Regions from separate parts of the Mus musculus genome. Here region 2 is linked to region 1. The links are chromatin contacts, called in public Micro-C maps. All regions are on one chromosome and are shown on one strand. The core of a region is the stretch at or near the end of the contact, and the rest is flanking DNA. Distances in the headings are between cores, read along the strand shown. Region 1 holds the start of Chordc1 (cysteine and histidine-rich domain (CHORD)-containing, zinc-binding protein 1). Region 2 holds the start of Mbd3l2 (methyl-CpG binding domain protein 3-like 2).

Region 1 (5,843 bases), core at 1,042-3,541:
CTACTTCCCTGGAGGCCAGTCTGAGCTAGAAAAGTCGTACGGCCCAGCCGACTTGAGCTGCCACGGGTTCTCCATTGGGCTCCGGAAGCACCATGTCTTTAAAGTAAGTTTTTAATCACATACATTTGTGGCATATGTTCGTGACCCATGTGCACATCGCAGAACATGTTTGGAGGTCAGAGGAAAACTAGGAGTCAATTCTGTCCTACCACTTGGGTCTTAGGGATCTAGTTCTGGTCTTGAGGCTTGGCAGTAAGCATGTTTACTCACTGAGCCATCCTGGTTCCCCTTTGATGTTTTGTTTTGTTTTAACATCTATAAGTATAAATACTTTGTTTGAATAATGAAAATTAATTTATCAGTTATTTTAGCAATTCTACAGTTATTTCTCAGTGGTAGAATTGCTCATTTTGATATCATATTCTTGTATTTTCAATTTACACACTATAAGAAATTATTTACTGAATGTAAATTTTTATCAGTAAAAAACTATGGATGCTAAATGGTAAGCTTACCTAAACAACTCATCTAATAATCCCATTAATGATGTTGTGACACTGATATGCAATGTTGGAACTGGCCATAAAAAGTTTTTAGAGTGCTTCATCCATTTCTTATTATTTATGATTAATTTCTATGGTCGATTATAGTAGCTATCCATAGCTAAAGTGAAAACTGATACCACCTTTTAGAAATCAATTGGCAATATATAGTCTTTTTAAAATTTAGAAGTATTTAAAAGGCTTATGCCCTTCACACAGTATTAGCTACTTTCAAAGTGGAGAGGGGAGCAATCTGCAGTAAATTGACTACTGACTTGGGCACAATTAAATTGGTGAGATTATATAGGAGAGAGTGGAAAATGACATAATTCAACATATTCCATCTTTTGAAAGACCCACAACATGAGGACTCCCCCATGTTCTGACTCAGGAGAGGCGACACCCCAAATCACTCACCAGAAACTGTCTCGCTGCAAACTGCAAGAGGACTTTTAATTCAAGAGTGCTCACAGTCATACACCATGCAGGGGTAGAAGACCATGGCGCCCTGAGTAGCTGGGTAAAGGGGTATTTAAAGGAAGAAACCACAACTCAAGGAGGTGGGGAGGGCATTGTTGGAAAATACCAAAAATACCAGTTAAGAGTCACAAAGAAGTGCAGTCACAAGAGTCACAAGGAATACCTGGTAATTGTGGGGATTATTTCTCAAGACAGTTTCTAAGAGCCCCTAACAATAGCACATTTGCATAGCGGGTTCCAGCAATGGTCAGGGTGGGTCAGGGTGACTTTCTTTGAATGAACACTCCTTGAACCCAGGAAGCTGGTGGGTGGAGGAATATTGCTGTTTTATGATTAGCATCCCTTGGAGCATTGAGTCATAGAGGTCACATTCTCAAGCCTGGGCCTAAAGGCCTAGAATTTTGCTTTTACGTTATATTTTTTCACATTCATAACAATGACTATAAATGACTTAACAATGGCATAAAATGAAAATTCTATTAGCTTAAATAAATACATTATATTTTTTGTTGTAACACATAAGTTTGATATTTCTAGGCATAAAAAGAGATACAGAAAATGAGAATACTTTTATTATTGGGATTAGGAAGGTTGTGAATAGATCTTCATTAATAAACTTGGGATTATTGGTAAATTACAACTACTTTCCGTCATCAAAACAGTCTGCTATTTCAAAAGCATCATATAGAAAGCATGTGCTGAGGACCATACTGTTTGCAAGTTGCCTATTAATGTAATAATGTGTTTTGCACACTAAAAATGTCACAAGACCTACTGAAAGATTGAATGTAGGTTACGTGATGACTAACGTGAAATTTCAATTTAGAATTGTGATTGACTCTAGGACTGCACTCAAAACATAATTTTGCTCATTCTAAAGTCCTGTCTTTGTAAGACGACTTAACCTCAATTTTTGGTAACTGACGCAGTTCTAGAGGAGCATAAGAGCATAGGTTCTGACGCTGCATAAACCTGGACCGAGGGACCGGGAAAAGGGGCGGACCTCACCCCTCAATTACCCTCTGGCAAGCGACCGCGGCTGCGCAGTGAACTCGGCGTGCCGCGCAACACAAAGCACGCCGGGAGAATGCGGGGTGGAACACAAAGAGATCGCCGCTCGCCGAGTCTTCCGCTTCCTCCCCTGGTGTCTCATCTATAACTGTCCGGATCCACCCGACTGTGCTCACCTGTGGCAGTCCGGTAGGAAATCTGTCCACCGCCCGACGCTGGCCCGTCTTCCGGTCTCTTCTGCGCCTGTGCAACCGGAACGTTCGGGAAAATTCCTGAAGCAGTACCGGCGGCTTCCGGAAGCTAGCTGCGGCCTGAACAGTAGTGCTGGTGATTGCTGCGGTGATTCACTTCTAGTCCCGGGTGGTGTGGATTTCGCCGAGAAGACGGAATGGCGCTCTTGTGTTACAACCGCGGCTGTGGCCAGCGTTTCGACCCAGAGGCCAACTCGGACGGTAAGGAGGACCGTGGCCGGCAGCTTTCTCCAGGCCTCCCTCTCCGGACCCTTGGCCTCCTTCACCTGGCTTCACCTCTTGCGGTCCCCCGGAGCCTCCCAGCTCTCTCACCCTCTCTGGGAGCGCAGGGCCGGGCGCTTCGGTGTCCCCGGCGCCCCTCATTCCTCAGTGGGCATCCCCTGCACTTGCTCAATTCTAGGCTATCCAGACCCGGTTTACACTGTCACCGCCGTGATTCCTGGGCCTAAGAGGTATAAAGAGGTGCACACTATTAGACTTCTTGTTGCGTTTGAGTACTAGTGGAAAGCGTGTTGTCACTTGTCAAATTACTTGCTTTTTAAAAAACCGTGCTGGGCTCCGGAAATGACTGTTACACATCCGTTCCACAATAACGTTTTCGGCATACTTTTACTGGGGCCTGCAGTTTTAAACTACGCTATTCCAGCATAAAATGATCCCCAAGTGCTGTTCCAAAAGCCAGTGTGGTCAAATTTGGAATGCACAATGAAAGCAAGCACCTATGCTGGGTGAAACCAGAGGTGTGAATGAATCTCATTATTGAGTGGAGTATTTATGCAGATAACTGGGCTATTGCAGGAATAAACAACACTTACCTCCGATTCATCTAGTATGTATAGTATGGTCTTTATATCCATTCATATATACTCATTATATAACTGAACCACACTGAAGTATTTCATCACAGACTGGAACACCACGTGTTAATAACACAGTTCAGCTTTGTAAAAGAGGTTAAGACCAGTTCCTTAGATAATGATCTTGGTACACAAGTAAACTGGTAGCTTCTTTCAAAATGAGACTGGGACAGGATTTAAAGGGAAAGATGCAGCGAAGCCAGTGTATGAACACACGTTTAACTGTCATGATATGTACATATTCTACTTCAGTACTGAATACATTGATGCATTGTAGCCTGAGGCAATATTTTTAGGGTACTAAATTCCTGACCAAAGTTCAGGAGAGATACCAGCTTGTTGTTGGAAGTTTATCTGTCTTTGTGTGTGTGAAATGGAACCATAGGCTAGGAAAGCCACGAAAAAATAGACAGTCATCAATTTGGGGCACATACATCAAGGGAACACCAGTCAGCCGACCAAATGGGGAAGTGTTTTAGAAAGTAGGGATGAATGCCAAGTAAATTGGTTGAATGAGTGGCAGTTGATAACACTGGATTTAGGAGAAAGCTTTTTAGAATGGGAATCATTTGACTTTACACATTAAAATTACAAATTAAAAGATTAGTGCAGAATATACCAATATTTCTGGTTTTCAAGGAGTACAGTGATAGATGTTTCACTTGTAAGAAGCTGCCAGTCTATATCCAGTCCTCCTGCTCTTAGTGATATGGTATATGTTCCATGCTTATTGTACTTTAAATTCAATTTTAAATGGTTCCCTCTCTACTGCATATCTTTGTGCATACAGGTTTCCATTCTGAACTTCTATATTCTAACTCATTGTACGTAATTAATAGCCTCTTTTTGTTCCATTGCATTAACTACTATTTTGTATACATAGCAGTTACTAAGACTGTAATATTAACTTAGTAGCAGAGGGTAGACAGATCTCACGGCAACACTAGGAATTGAATAGTAGGGAATTAAATTTGGAAGGTTGAGTGAGTTAAGACATTTACAGAAGAATGAAACCTCCTTTCTCTACCCTCATGCCACTGTTGTCAGGAAATAAGTGTGTCTGTTATCTGGTTGTTTTAAACAAAACACTCCACATGCTGGTGGTAATAAATGTATTTTGTATAAGAACAAAATAAATTAAAACTTTTATTCTGTAATGAGGAGAGAGACAGGAAATATAAAATAATAGCACTAATGAAGAAGACTGTAGAAATCTATGATTTGTATCTAGGAATTGGTTAAAATGCTAATTTAGTAATTAGATATTACGGCAGTTACTAAAATGTTGAGGTGGTTTTTTTGGTGGTGGTGGTGGTGGTGAGTTTTTTTTTTTTGTTTGTTTGTTTTGTTTTGTTTTTCCCAAACTCTTTATTAGAGAATTTCTTGGGAAACTTGTGTGGATAGGTTTATAAGTATACTTCAGTTTGCTATTTTCATGAAAAGATAGGGCCAAACAGAAGATGGGGAGGAGTGCTGAGCCTGCTGTCAGCTAGTTACAAACTGGCACAGAGTGGGGAGGGCCTTGGTCCCTTGGGCTAAGCGGAGGGTCTGCTGGCAGTCGGCTGCTGCAGGGGAAGGGGTTGCTTTGCTTCAGGGGCGTGGCTCGCCAGCTGAATATGCATTCAGGCAGCACTAACTGGTTCTAGTGGAGGTAAAGTTCAGGACGAATGAGGTGGGTGGTGGGTGTAGGTAGCATAGCAGGTAAGACTGCTGGCTCTTACTGACATACATTGTATACATGTATGAGATTTTTAGAGAATAAAAAATAATATTGCCAGAATCACTGGAATATAAAGTTTTATTAATAGACAAATTTTACTACAAAAAAATGAAAGAATATAGAGCAGTGGTAGTACTACCAAAATTGCAGTTATGAAGTAGCAACCAAAATACTTTTATAGTTGGTAGTCACCACAACATGAGGGTCACAGCATTAGGAAGGGTAAGACCCCGATACAGAGTATTTCTGAACATTACCCTTTAACAGTACTGGATTAGTTTTGTCCATGTTTCATATTCCTAGAGATTTAACGTAATGTTTTTAATACAAGGAACTAATAAAGTTTTAAGGAATTTGCCCGAATTTGGACAAAGATTGAAGCCCCAACGCCTGAAGGAAGAGGTGATATAGACACTTCTGTTTGTAAGCAGTTGTGTGATTTTCCTTTCCTGTGTTTGAACAGATGCTTGCACATACCACCCAGGTGTTCCTGTCTTTCATGATGCCCTAAAGGTAGGTACAAGATACCTTTTCAATTTCTTTGTATTTGTATAATAACTTTAAAGATGTAATAAAACCTTTTTTTTTTTTCTTCCACAGCTTGTTAGTTTTTCTTTCTTAATGACCATTTTGGGGTACTTTAAGCAGATTGTCTAAAGACAGAGACAGTTGACAGTGATGTTTTCCAGTTATAAAGTTATTTTATTTATATTCCATCCTACTTTCCTAATGATTTATTCCCTTCCTAAGTTTGAACTTGAATTAAAGCAGTCATATTGGTCTCAGTCTTTATTCTGTCACTGTGACTAACAAGAAAGGCCTCCCTTAGGTATTAGAAGTTGTTGTTTAATGCTTACACACATTTAGTTGGACTAGTTTACTGGAAACATGATACCACATTTTCTCTTTTATTTTCTAGCAAGCTGAGGAATCAGAGAAATGGGAGAATGGTTTTCTTGTTTGTAGGCTGTGTGTTTGTTTT
Region 2 (6,027 bases), core at 1,599-4,098, 140 kb after region 1:
TAACCAAGCCTTCTTCCTCCTGGTGAATGGGCACAGCATGGTGAGTGTGTCCATGCCCATCTCCGAAGTGTACGAGAGTGAGAGAGATGAAGACGGCTTCCTGTACATGGTTTATGTCTCACAGGAGACATTCGGGACAGCAATGGCTGTGTAAGACTACAACAACGCCAATGGTTGTTAAGCCCTTACCAAGGCAAAAAGGGATGTTACCAGCGGACGCTGGACGGCTCACCACCCACAGATGAGAACGTAGGCACCCACATAGGGTATTAGGAACTGTTCATCAGCCAGAAACTGAGCTCCATGCAAGTGCACTCAGCTTGGAAACTCGTCTAAACTAGGCTATTTTGTGTTCAAACTTTAGAAGTTTAAAAATAAAGTACTTTTTGCATCCTAAGTTGCCAATAAAAAGATCAAGTTATTTTGACATTTTTCTACCTAGTAGGGACTTAAATCAGAAGAGCAGTGTCAGGAGCAGTCTCTTCCTGGGACCTGCTGCCTTCTCTAAAAGGGCTTCCACTCAGGAAAGAAGTCCCTCTAAAGGCCCAGGTTGCCTAGCAGAGGCCCCCAGAGGGCCTTGGCTTTGCCCTAAACAGGTCTGGTGTTGTAGGATATAGCTCTAAGCCAGGTCCTGGTCCTGACCCCAGCCACACCCTTTCACTCAGCAGTGCAGGGACATGCGCTCGCTGCTGTCTAGATGTTACCACACACACCTCTGCTGAGGCCAGGTCTCAGCTTGTCCAGGGGTTGCTGATCCAGCTTAAGCGACTGGAGAGCTAAGTGTTTCTCTCCTGGTTTGAATTCTGTCTGGTCCATGCCTGCTTCAGGGAGAGCAAGCAGGTGTGCAGTGCTGGCCTTAGGATGTGGTTGTCAAGTGATAGACTGGAAGTCCAATGCTCTGGACTTGGCTCACAGCTCTTTGTTGGTGTGTAACTGTCTTTGTAAGGGTGGTTCTGACAGCTGTTGGGATTTCCCCATTTCATGTCAGTACATACATGTCAGCTGTGAGGACAACAGCAACAGGAGACATGCTCTTGATAGACATGCCACTTCAGCTAAAGCTAGCCTCTGCTTCTTGCATGTGGCCCGCTGTGTGACACCAGGCCATCCCTGGTCACTCACTCACTCGTGGTCTGAGGATCTCAGAGCTGCCTGCTGTCATGGACTGAAGCCAGCATAGCCACCTCCCACCTAGCTCTCCACAGGCACCCACCTTTCCTGCATACAGCTGTCTTTGCTAACCCTCAATGTTTATTCACACCATTTCCCAATATCAGCCCCCTAGTCCCTCCACATACATACAACTCTTCCCTATTCCTCCTTCCCTTATCCTCTGAGAAGTGAGCACGCCCCTCACTTATACTACCTCACCTTAGGCCAAACAAGGATGCCAAGCCAGGGGAACTGGATCTACAGGCAGGCAACAGGTTCAAGGACATCCTCTGCTCCAGTTGTTAGGGGATCTGGATGAAGACCAAGTTGTACATCTGGTACATGTATTCCACTATTAATATCTATCTACTTTGTCTTTTCATAGTATTCCATATTTCCCCATAATTTTTGCTATAGACTTTTATTATTTTTAACATTTTCTCTGACGAGGGTATCCATTTTTTCTATCTGTTCTTTAACACCTGAGATACTATTTTCCATGTCTTCTACTCTGATGTTGAGTTTCCTCTAAGGTTTTTTTGTTGACTTCCTAATTCTTTTATTATCACTTTTATTTCAAATTGGGTTTTCTTTAGTGCTTCAATTTCTTCATTAAATTCTATTTTTCACATCACGAATAGTTTCCATTCAACTCTTTGTGCTTTCATAATAACTTTTAGATGTGACCTCTTTATTAAAGAAGATAAGCCCATTTTCTAAGCTGTGGATAGACACAGGGGTAATTATATAAGTCATGTCTTATATCTGGGGGATTTTATGTACACTCGAGTGTGTGTGTGTGTGTATGTGTGTGTGTGTGTGTGTGTGTGCTGTAAATCCAAAGATGAAAGAAGAAAGATCATTCACCCAAATCATTATGGCCAAATTAATTTTTAAAAGCAATTAATTAAAGCAAGCTTTTTAATTCACATGCTCGGGCTGCCTCCCCCTAAGGTAGGGTTTGAGAAGTCAGTATCAGATGCGAAGGAAACAAGGCTTTTATACCTCAGGAGCAGGGAAGTTTCTCAATGGGGAAATATAGGTGAATTCACAATAGCAGAATATAACAGGTGGTCAAAAAAAGGTGATCATGAAAGGTAGTCATAACAAGGTAGTCATAAGTAGTCTTATAACCTTTTGAAACAAAGGTAGGATTATAAGATGGTTATAAATAACGTTTGAAAGGAAGGCATGATTGCTATTCCTGAAACAAACAGCATGGAACCATTTATAGTTAAAGTTACAGATTGGGAATCATCCAATATGGAGGCAGGCTAGTTCGTTCTTTCTTTCTCTCTCTCTCTCTCTCTCTCTCTCTCTCTCTCTCTCTCTCTCTCTCTCTCTCTCTCCCTCTGTGTGTGTGTGTGTATAAAATTTTAATCTCAGTTATATCTTTCTGCTGGATGTTTAAAGTCTTGTAGGTAACCAAAATTATTCTTTGTTTTTGTCCTGTTAGGGTCAATTGTAGACCAAGTCCTTAGGTGATCTGTATTGACTGGTTTTTGTGTGTGTTTGTCAACTTGACACTAGTTAAAGTTATCAGAAAGGAAGGACCTATGCTTGAGGAAATGCCTCCATGAGATCCAGCTGTAAGGTATTTTCTCAATTAGTGATTAACAGGGGAGGGCTCAGTCCATTGTGGGTGGTGCCATCCCAGGGCTGGTTTTCCTTGATTCTATAAGAATCCAGGCTGAGCAAGCCATGGGAAACAAGCCAGCAAGCAGCAACCTTTCATCACCTCTGCATCAGTTCCTGCCTCCAGCTTCTAGCCCTGCTTGAGTTCCTGTCCTAATTTGCTTCACTGTTGGATTATGATGTGAAAGTGTAAGCCAAATACACCCTTTTCTCCCCAACTTGTTTTTTGGCCATGGTGCTTTGTCACAGCAACAGAAACCCTAAGACAAAGTCATTTGGTCTCTGGAGGCATCTCTGACTCCTCAAACCTTTCTTTACCATCTGTCTATCTATGAGAGAATAAGTTAAAGGTCTTGTTTAGCCAGGCTCTATCTGTCCATAGAAGTACTGAGAGAATCTCTCCTCTGAGTTTCCCTCCTTTTCATAGATAGGATAGTGATTAACTGAGTGCGCTCTCCATGTTCTCCTTGAACAAGAGAACAGGTGACTTCTTACAGTTCCAGAATCCTTATAGGGTTGGTCCACAATCCCCTGGGGCCTCACTAATCTTAGAGAGCAAAAGGAAAATATTCTCTTTTATTCTCTATAAGCATGTTAGAATAACCTACAAGTATGGTTATTAAATACCTGAGACCAGTTATACCAGCCTGTAGGAAGATTTGCTTTAATTCTTTCCCTAATTCTTTCCCTAATTGTTGATTGGCTAATTATAGACAAAAGCCAATCACTGGGCAAAGATATGGAGAAGAGATTTTCAGAGCAGGACAGGAAGAGAAAGAGGGATGTTGCAGACATAAAGGTTTCCGGAGGCACCTATAGATTATGGTCTCTGCAACCTGCGGAGGCCACGGAAGTTGGGGCAGGATATTCTTCACCCAGCAGTTGTACCATCTGGCTTTTTTTCCGCCTGCCTCTGCCTCCCAAGTGCTGGGATTAAAGGTGTGTGCTACCACTGCTCGGCCTGGCTGGGTTTTTTTTTTGTTTGTTTGTTTGTTTGTTTGTTTTGGGTTTTTGAGACAGGGTTTTTCTGTATAGCCCTGGCTGTCCTGGAACTCACTCTGTAGATCAGGCTGGCCTCGAACTCAGAAATCCACCTGCCTCTGCCTCCCAAGTGCTAGGAATAAAGGCGTGTGCCACCACCGCCCGGCGGTCTGGCTGGTTTTATAGTGTTAAAACTGTCTAGTGTCTTCAATTTGTGGGATTAAGTTGGGCTGGAAGAGGAAACGGGCAGCTGGAGGATGGGCACGAAGGAACAGGCAGTTTCTCGAGAAAAAACACAAGCTAGTTATTTGTTGGAGCTGAGCCAGCCTGGGGCAGACACTGACAGAGCTGGCTCTGGGGTGGTTGGCTGGTGAGAGAGTGATTTCAGAGCTCTGGCTTGGGAAAGCTAGCCAAGATAAAGAGACAGCCCGGTAGAGCTCGGGCTGGCTAAGGTGATGCACACACCGGGCAGACACTGGCAGAGCTGGCTGCCAGTGATACAAAACAAAATAAAAGTAGGCAGGAAAAGATGTTTGAGAAAACGATGAAATATCATAGGGTAATACAGGAAAGGTTCCCGGGTAAGGTGTAATTTCAGCTGAATATCTTATAGAACCAGAAGAGGATGCCATAGAGGTATTTGCCGCAAACATAGCGGATGTTCAAGTGAAGGTAGGGCAGAATTTGCAGCAAGCCTGGCACTGCCCCTTATGAAATCAAAACACTGTGATTGTAGCAGTTACATGCATCCCATTGGCGGCTGTCCAGGAAGTGCTCCCCTCTCACCTGAGTAAAATAGGCTGTAGGGTCATTTGTAGTTCAGTCAATGTGCTACTGCAAAACTCAGGCATCTTAGGACACTTCAAAGCCTCTGAGTAGTCAGGCTGGCTGCTCTGGGTGCTAATCCTTCAATCAAGGCAGCTGTGGCAGCGCTGAGGGTTTAAGGACTGTTAGGAGGCAAATTATCCCCACCCCCAACATCTTCGCTTTCCTAAGAAAAACATTACAGTAAAGGAGGTGTTTACAATAAAGTCTTTTCACTATCATAAACAGTGATTTTGTATTTAGTACTATTTAACTAAGAATACAATACTCCTATTCCAGTGCCCTTAGAAAGAGGTGATTCCCTTCTAACCTTTCTCAGCTGAAGGTTTAGAGTATGCATTGTCATTAGTGTAAATGAAGCAGGAGCAGAGAGAAGGCAAAGTCCAGACTGAAGAAAGGTACTCCAGTGGGAAGGACCAGAAAAGAGAAATATGGACCCTGATTGTCCTAATATTACATCACTTGTTTTATGTAAATTCTTGCTGTACGGAGTTCTGTCTGTTATAGATACCGCATTTTTAAAATCCATTCTCTTGCTGTTGAGCATTTTTGTTTAAATTCTAGTTCACAGCTATTATGATTCTAGTTTCCATGACCAAAGCATAATGAGTACAGTGTTGGCGGTGATCGCTGGCTGTGTGTAAGGAAATATGGTATAGCTCTGAGATAGGATTCCATTATGTAGCTCGGGGAGAAATGGAACATGCAGTTTCCCTGGCACTCATCCTTCCGTTGATGCCGTAACCAACCTTGCCTGGTATAAGTTACTTATATTGTTTATATAGCTTTAATGAACATTACTCAAATGTTAGGGTAGATGGGCTAACTAAATTCCCATCAGCCTCCTTTGAATAATCTCAGCATTTATGATTGCTATCATTTTCATTTTAGCTAAATCATGTGTGTATAATAGGATTTTACTGTGACTTTTTAAAAAAACATTTGTCATAATTTAAAAAGTTTAACATTGTTTATTGATCACCTTTCTCTTCTTTTGTGGAGGGACTAAACAATTTGCCACCCATTTTCCAAATCATTTCTCATGATTTTTTTTGATATACTTTATTTGATATGTTGGGCCCAGGAAATTGTCATGTTTACATATACCAATCTCAGTTAAGCAAGCAGTTTGGTGAACACACACCATAATACTGAATGTCTGGGATCTCAAAATGAACTGCAGTCTTAGTCTGCCTTCAGGGTAGGTTTTTTTACGGAAAAAAAAAAAAACAGCTTCAAAAGTTGAAAGGGCAAGAAGGGAAGCAGTTGGCTCACAAAACAAATTATTATCAGCTAACCTTTAAGCTGATTGGTCCCGAGTAAAGTAAGGGAGATGGTGGAGGGGTGTTGAACAGAGCAATTTCAGAGCATATTGATAACAGAGCATGAATATTATAATCATAACTCTTTGGCTTATTTGCATTTTTCAGTGTC

Evidence for each region. A called contact is a pair of places that touch in the nucleus more often than the background predicts.
Region 2: a Micro-C map of granulosa cells shows a contact between it and region 1, with 4 times the contacts expected there. The contact joins the promoter of Mbd3l2 here to the promoter of Chordc1 in region 1. A contact is called at or near these places in 1 of 39 promoter capture datasets (liver), 1 of 484 Hi-C or Micro-C datasets (granulosa cells) and 1 of 9 other capture datasets (adipose tissue).

What each region holds. Positions count from the first base shown.
Region 1 is chr9:18,289,976-18,295,818 of GRCm38.p6, forward strand. Chordc1 (cysteine and histidine-rich domain (CHORD)-containing, zinc-binding protein 1) reads left to right here and starts at 2,292. Exons shown (of 11, transcript NM_025844.2): 1 at 2,292-2,485; 2 at 5,325-5,374. The coding sequence starts at 2,422. Gm51667 (a long non-coding RNA gene) reads right to left here and starts at 3,290. Exons shown (of 4, transcript XR_003948105.1): 1 at 3,100-3,290; 2 at 2,210-2,729. It also overlaps the pseudogene Gm7692.
Region 2 is chr9:18,427,767-18,433,793 of GRCm38.p6, forward strand. Mbd3l2 (methyl-CpG binding domain protein 3-like 2) reads left to right here and starts at 2,849. Exons shown (of 3, transcript NM_144934.3): 1 at 2,849-2,976. It also overlaps the pseudogene Gm5612.